Regions from separate parts of the Macaca mulatta genome. Here region 1 is linked to region 2. A link is a contact called in public Hi-C data. All regions are on one chromosome and are shown on one strand. Each heading gives the region's core, a stretch centred on a gene start, on an enhancer-like site or on the middle of the called end of the contact. The rest is flanking DNA. Distances are from core to core; before and after follow the strand shown. Region 1 has its middle 24 kb from the start of TRIL. Region 2 overlaps CPVL (carboxypeptidase vitellogenic like).

The links. Hi-C and Micro-C count contacts between places; a contact is called where the count stands out from the background.
Region 1: a contact with region 2 is called in a Hi-C map of sperm, with 3 times the contacts expected there. The contact joins two enhancer-like sites. A contact is called at or near these places in 9 of 14 Hi-C or Micro-C datasets (CD4 T cells, blood, cortical neurons and 5 more).

What each region holds. Positions count from the first base shown.
Region 1 is chr3:99,418,096-99,421,923 of T2T-MMU8v2.0, forward strand. No RefSeq gene overlaps it. Among named protein-coding and RNA genes, the nearest start is that of TRIL, 24 kb to the left of the region's middle. Within about 2 kb of position 2,071, at least 18 of the 40 cell types and tissues checked have an H3K27ac peak or open chromatin away from gene starts, as enhancers often do.
Region 2 is chr3:99,255,648-99,259,377 of T2T-MMU8v2.0, forward strand. CPVL (carboxypeptidase vitellogenic like) reads left to right here. Exons shown (of 15, transcript XM_028845911.2): 7 at 515-594. Among named protein-coding and RNA genes, the nearest start is that of CHN2, 100 kb to the left of the region's middle. Within about 2 kb of position 1,849, at least 9 of the 40 cell types and tissues checked have an H3K27ac peak or open chromatin away from gene starts, as enhancers often do.

The DNA.
Region 1 (3,828 bases), core at 821-3,320, 160 kb after region 2:
CCCAAGCCAGCCTTACACAGCAGCAGCTCCTACCAACCACTAGTTCCACTAACTCTGTTCTCAAATCCCACCCCAGCCCCAACTCTTTCTCATTTAGAGCCCTCTTGTGTCTTTTCTGAAATTTTCCAGTTGTTTCCCAATGCTTCCCTCTACCTGCCTGCTATCTAGAGGTATAAAAGTAGTCCTTTCAAAAACTGAAATGTGCTTGTTTGGATTCTGGGATTAAACTCCATTATCTCCATAGCTGTGAAGACAAAGCTTGCCCCCTTGTACTAGCTATGGTCTGCATGTGTCTCCCAAATTCGTATGTTGAAACTTAACTGCCAATATGATAGTATTAAGAGGTAGGGTCTTTAGGAGGTGCAGAGCCCTCATGAATGGGATTAGCAACCTTATAAAAGAGGTTGAAGGGAGCTCCCAGGACATTTTTGCCCTTCCGTCATGTGAGGACACAGCATTTGAGGCACCAACTTGGATAAAGACAGCAGCCTTCATCAGACACCAACCTGCTGGTGCTTTGAGTTTGGACTTCCCAGCCTCCAGAACTGTGAGAAACAAGTTTCTATTATTTATAAATTACCCAGTCTCAGGGATTTGGTTATAGTAGTACAAATGAACTAAGATAGTACTCAGGTCTCATATGCTCCTTCTAGAATGTTCTCCTCTTAGCCACCAACAAGGCTTGTTCTCTTGCTTCCTATAGAACATGTTTCAAATGTTCAAACTAAAATGCAACCTCCTTATCCTCCTCCTCATGGGTGTAGTTGGCTTTAGTCCTTGTCATATAACATATGCTGTGCGTCACCTGTCTTCTTCAGGACCTTGTTCCACTCTGTGCCAGTGGAATTTCTGCAAAGGCAGGGATTTTTCTCTATCCCAGTTGCTCTCACATTGCTTGGCACATGGTAGGGGCTCGATGTGTTGAATGCACTGTGGAATGAATCTGAGCTTGGCTTACTTCTCCAGGTTTATCTCCCGCCATATCCCTACAAACTCATTGTGCCCCAGTCCCATTGATCCATGAAGTTCCACATCACTCCCCCACAAGGCAGTGCGTGCAGTCCCTTCCTCCCGCAATACCTGTCTCCCCTTTCTACACATGCCAAGCTCGTCTTCATCCTCTGGATTCCACTGGAGCTTCAGCAACTCCATAATGCCTTCCCATGGTGACACATAGTGCATGGACCACGCTAAATGCTACTGGCTTGTTCAGGCCTCAACCTTCCCCGGAGACATTAAGCAACCCCAGGGCCAGACAGGGCCATTGTGTCTTTTCCTCCAGCCTGGTTCTTTAGATGTGTGATGAGAGAATACATAAATGGCATGCCTAAAGACATACAGGCAGTTAGTGGCAAGGAACACACTCGCTTCCAGATATGCTGGTCTTCCATTCATGATACTTCACTTGTTATTTCCGTTAGAGAACTCCTTTGAGAAGACATTCTCACCAACCTTCCTGAAACTCACAATTCCTCAAATTCCTTACATTAATCAAAATGTCATGTGATTAATTACTTTTCATGAAGTGGCTCCTACTGCATAGATTTTAGGCATGAAGATTTCTGTGAGATTTTGAGATGTTTTGAAATTCCTCAAGCAAAAGAAAGATATCCTGGGCAAGCTGAAGGTTATTGTAACCTCAAACCTTTTAGCTGAAAGTTTGAAATGCTCCCCTACTTTCTTTCCTGGATGGGTGGAGCTTTATCAAGGCCTTCATATTCATTTGAAATTGTCTTCTCTTAGAGTCTCAGTCAACGGTGGCTTTGGAGAACTGAGCTCTTTTTCTGGCTTATCTCCAGGCCCTTTGAGGGCTGGTGCCTGCACCCACCTTCTACAGGCAGCCTAAATGCCAAGATCGAGGTTGAACTTAGGTGATGAGGTCTTTTCATTTGCTATCTTCCTTGTTGGTCCTGGCATCTCCTCAGCATAGTGACCAGTTAACACTAAGGGGAAAGCAGATTAGCGTGTGCCCATGGCCACACAAACCCAACCAGATTAGGCAGGGCCCTGTGTCTCCCCCTTCTTCACTCCTCCTCTGCAGCCTGAGGCTGGTTTTCCCTTCCTGCTAGAGAGCTGCTTGTTTTCACTGGTTGCTAAGCAGCATGTAACATGCTGGCAGGGTTTGCAGCGGTCTCTCCTCTCCCAGCAGGCTCTTTGGATTAACCCCGTGTGGAAAAATGGAGTTTCAAAACATGGGGCTGTGTCACAGTCCAGAGAAGCCAGACCCAGAGTTGATAACAAGCCACGCCTTGCTTTGAGGGGCAGGGATTCACATGGGCCCCAGCTCCCAGGCCACTGGCACTTGACTTTGAGTTCTGGCCCCACCCCTTGGTAACTGAGTGACTTCTAGGAAGTAACTGACCCTCTCCAACTAAGTCTTGGTTTTCTCATATGTGAAAGGGTTAGGCCAGGTGTTGTGGCTCATGCCTGTAATCCCAGCACTTTGGGAGGCTAAAGCAGGTGGATCACCTGAGGTCAGGAGTTTGAGACCAGCCTGACCAACATGGCGAAACCCGTCTCTACTAAAAACAAAAAATTAGCTGGGCAAGGTGGTGCATGCCTGTAATCCTAGGTTCTTGGGAGGCTGAGGCAGGAGAATTGCTTAAACCCGGGAGGCAGAGGTGAGCCGAGATTGCGCCATTACACTCCAGCTTGGTTAACAAGAGTGAAACTCTGTCTCAAAAAAACAAAAATAAAAACAAAAAAGAAAGGGGATAATGGTACAATTTCTGCATATGTTGTTCTGAGGATTAAATGAGATAAGTGTGAAAAGTACCCAGCACAGAGTCCATTATGTGGTAGGAACCCAGCACTCACAGTTAGCTGCTGGTCATGCGATTTTCACAGCACTGTCGTGCCTATGATCTGCCTCCACATCACTACAAGGCACCTGGCTAAGGTAACTGTTGATATTTCCATTTTAAAGATGGAAAACACAGGCACAGAGAGGCAAGGGGAGTTGTTCAAAGCTAAACAACTGAACTAGTGTTGGAGTCGGGTTCCCTAATGACTTGTTTCGTGTTTTTTCTACTTTGTCACAGCACCCCAGAGGTACCTAAGTCTCAAGGTTCCTTCCATCCGGACTTTTCTTTGAGGAAGAGAAATCAATTGGAGGCAAGTGAGTCTGTGCACCTTGCTTCCCACTTTGAAACAGTTTCACTTTTGATCATTACTAAATCATCCCCAAGACGAAAATTATGTGTGCATCCATTCTCTGTCTAGCGTAATGGGAATGAACAAATAACATGGACTTCACGTGAGACTATGAGTACTGGACAAGGAAAAATTGGCCTTGAAGTACGTGGTATGAAATCATGCTTCCAATCTATAGAGTGACAGAGCTGTAGGAAAGCTGACCTTCATAAAATCAAAAATAGTGAGAGTTTGTCATACCACCCAGGGAAAAGTAGGTAATTTTAAGTCTTTTTCTCTGGACTCCTAATGACTCTAATTATACTGCTTCTGCTTTTTAGAGTCAGTTAATTCAGCTGGTTGCCAGAAAGGCAGCAAATTTGATCCTTGAAACTAGTTTCACTTTATTCTGTTATAGCCCTGGGCTGCACTTTACCCTAGCCTGGTCCAGGTCTCTTGGGAAACCTGATGAGAAGAGGTGGGGAGTGACTTTCCACTCTTTTGTAGAATCAACTCTAAGACTCTAAGCACTTGGTGGCATTTGAGTATTGCTTTCAAACATTTTTGTTATGTCCTGGACCATTATGTAGTTAATATTTTCTTTAAATTCACTCATTTATAACCTTAAAAGTTTTAAAATACTGTTGTATTAGTCAGGATAGTCTAGGCTTTGTTACAGTAACAAATAAACCCTGA
Region 2 (3,730 bases), core at 599-3,098:
TAGAAATCGGGTTTCACCATGTTGGCCAGGCTGGTCTTGAACTCCTGACCTCAGATGATCTGCCCGCCTCAACCTCCCAAAGTGCTGGGATTACAAAAGTGAGCCACCACACCGACTAAGAGTTTTTTCTTGGCAGGACAGAGCAAAGCACTCTCCAGGGAGAGGAGACAACTTTGGATCTTTTGATACTGTAGCAGGGGATGGAAAAGATGAATTCTTCTTCCTTAAATCAACATCTGGCAGAGTCTCCACTGAGGACCAGGGCAGCTCAGCCGCTGACCCCAGGGCAAAGCTCTGTGTTGCTGTTTTGTTTGGGCTTTGGGGGGTAGAGAGAATAGGTGGCACTCAGCATCCTCCTGGGAGGAGGGCTAAAGGCACGGGGAGATGATGGCAAAAATCTGAAGTCTGAGCTTGGCCTTTGGAACAAGGTTGCCTTCCAGTGTGGGACCTCCCTGCAGGTCTCTAAGGCATGTGTTTCTCCGTATTTATACCTGCTTGTCTATTTCTTCTGCAGGTGGGCACAGGCTTCAGTTTTACTGATGATACCCACGGATATGCAGTCAATGAGGACGACGTAGCACGGGATTTATACAGGTAACATGCTCCCGCTTTCTCTTGGCCTTCTTCAGACCAAACATTTTTCTATCTCAACAGGAAAATTATTCTAGCATTGGAATTATTATTGACTGAGCCTTATAGTCCAATTCCTGAAGATAATTTAAGGATACTTTCACATCCACACAGCAGAATTTTTCAATTAAAGATTATTTTTTAAAACTTTCAACCAGACCTCTGAAAGGTTTCTGCTTGTTTTCCAAAATTGTATTTAACTTTGCATTTCTGGGGAGACAACATCTTTTCAGATATTTGTTTGTTTCCCAGGATTCTTCTTTTTGTGGCTTTTGGATGCAATTTTTTACTTTCTGCTTCTAGTTCATGACTTGTCCATGCTGAAAACTTAGCTTGTTAGTCTCTAGTATTCTCCCTTCTTCTTGTGAAAGTTTTCTTTTGCTTAAAAAAAAAAAAAAAAAAAAAGGAAAAATGTAAAGTTGTAAGTCTGGCCAAATAGTGTCCATATAATGTCTCCCTTTATTTACTCATATTAATCAGTGCTATTTTTAGCATTTTAAAAAAAGCAAATGACCTTTCTTATTTGGTCAGATTTTTCCAGTCTACAAATTATTACTAGAGACCAAATCCTTTCTGGTCACTAGGGCACCGCTTTATGCATTATAATAATTTACTAAATTATTATAATAATTTGCTAAAAGAACCCTAGTGGCCAGAAGGAGTTAACTAGCTCCCTACCCCACACCTCCACCAAGCACTCTGTTAATTACTACCAATCCCCAAAGCGAAAGCGCATCTAATAGGAGTCAGAGTTCGCTGATCTCTGACAAAAGCTTTCCGTTTCACTTTTCTTTCTCTCTAAGGCAGATAGGTGGCTGGAGGGAGAGAAGAAAGAACTACTTCCAAGCCCCTTTCCCAAAGATCTCTCCCTCTGCCCACCTAGAAAAGAATATGGCTGTTGTCTTCTCCACTTTTGTTTTTCACATGTTCCATGATTCAATCACTTCTATTCAGTGTCTAGGGGGATGCCCAGGACCCCACACTTCTGCTTCCATGTACAGTGGGGTCCTAGGGACATATTTGCCAAGTTCCTGGTGGGGTGTTCCCCCCAGCACCCCCTCCCCTTCCCTCCACAGACGTGACGGACGGCAGTCCTCCTCACAGGCTTCCTCAGAGCCAGGGCCAGGGCTCTCTTGGCACTGTGTGCTCTCTTTCTTCAGATTAGAGACCTACTCCCCACCCCCACCTCCCATCCCTCTTTGGTTTAAATCCAAACAAGCTCAGTGGTTAACTAGCAAACACCCTGAGGGCAGAGGTTCTGTATTGAAGAGCTGCATCGGCCCCCTCTAAGACAGAGCATCACTGCCAAGCCGTTTCTGTGTGTCCTTCCCCTCCCCCGAAGACTGTTACAGCTTCCAGTTGCCCCTCCATATGGGGATGTCGACTGCTGACATGTGGTCCATCTCCTCTTGCCTGACATGTAAAGGGAACCTATTTCAAAGCATCTATTGTTTATAGCTGTTGTAGTTCTTTTTGCTTCGGGCTCTTAGAACTGGAAAATAGCTAATCAAGGGTAGTGCAGAAAACTGATTTCAGCTGTTTCCTTTATAGTTTACACTCTTCGTTTCCCTTTGTGGCCACATTCTTCTCTCCAGCTCTCCAGATGGGTGTTTGCAATAAGAAGGTCGCTTGGAAACCTGCAAACGGGCTACTACAGGTTTAAAGAGTGGAGCTTTCATTTGCTCCCTTTGAAAACCAACTTTCATTTTTCTGAAAATCCCATTCTTTTGGACTATTAATAGTGCATGGCTGTAAGGAGACATTTACCATTCACAGTTTTGCTGCTTTTGTGTTTGGAAATAAAACTTTTTCACGAACAAGATGTTAAAATACTCTCCCTCTTTTCTTATTTGGAATGTGCTATTTAGTCACAATGCCTCTCTGGTTTAAAAAAAATTATGAAATTTATTAACTTTGATTTGGAGTACACTAGCTGGTGCCACTCTTCTTCTGCCATTGTTTACCAATTGCCTATTATGTGCCAGCTGCTGTTCTTGGTGCTGGTGAGACAGTAGTAAGCAATCCCCAAAGCCCCTGCCCTCCTGGTGCTTAGTCTAGTGGTGGACCTATAGTTATTTTCTTAGCAGCCAAATGTAAGCGCTACTATAGTTTTCTCCTACATGTTGGTTTGCAATGGGAAATGATATGTAGTGTTGCTCAACAAAGCTTCATAGCAATGCAGCTAGGAAGCAGGCTTCCTATATTAAATGAGAAAACTCTGTGTCCTGTGCCAGGTGGAGAGGATCATGGCTCAGCCTCGCTAGATGTTGAATGAATGCAAAAGAGGGCTCCCCTCACCGGCTCCAACAGAGCAGCACTGCCAGGATTCCTGTTGCTGAGCTTGTGTTGGTCCAGTGCAGGGCAGGTGAGCTCCAAAGTGGGGCTTAGCCTGTGAGGGGTTTTGGCTTTGCCCAGAAAAGAATTCAAGGGTGGCCAGGTGTGGTGGCTCACACCTGTAATCCCAGCACTTTGGGAGGCCGAGGCAGGCAGATCACCTGAGGTCAGGAGTTCCAGACCAGCCTGACCAACATGGAGAAACCCTGTCTCTACTAAAAATAGAAAAATTACCTCTTCTTGGTGGTGCATGCCTGTAATCCCTGCTACTCAGGAGGCTGTGGCAGGAGAATCGCTTGAACCTGGGAGGCAGAGGTTGCGGTGAGCTGAGATCATACCATTGCACTCCAGCGTGGACAACAAGAGCGAAACTGTCTCAATTAAAAAAAAAAACAAAAAAAGAGAATTCAAGGTGAGATGGAGGTAGAAGAAAACAGCTTTATTGAAGGGGCAGTGTTACAGCTCCATGTCTACTCCTGCAGGGCTACTGCCTAGTCAGAGGAGCAACTTAGGGCAATTTTGCAGTCATATTTAAACCCACTTTTAATTACATGCAGATTAAGGGTTGGTTCATGCAGAATTTTCTAGGGAATGGATAGTAGCTTTTGTGTCTTTGGGTCATTGCCATGGAAAGGGGTGGTAACGCTGGGTTGTTGCCGTCACGATGGTAAACTGACATGGCCCACTGATAGGCGTGTCTTATGGAAAGCTGCTTCTGCCCAGGCCCTGTCTTAGCTAGTCCTCAGTTTGATCCAGCATCCAAGCC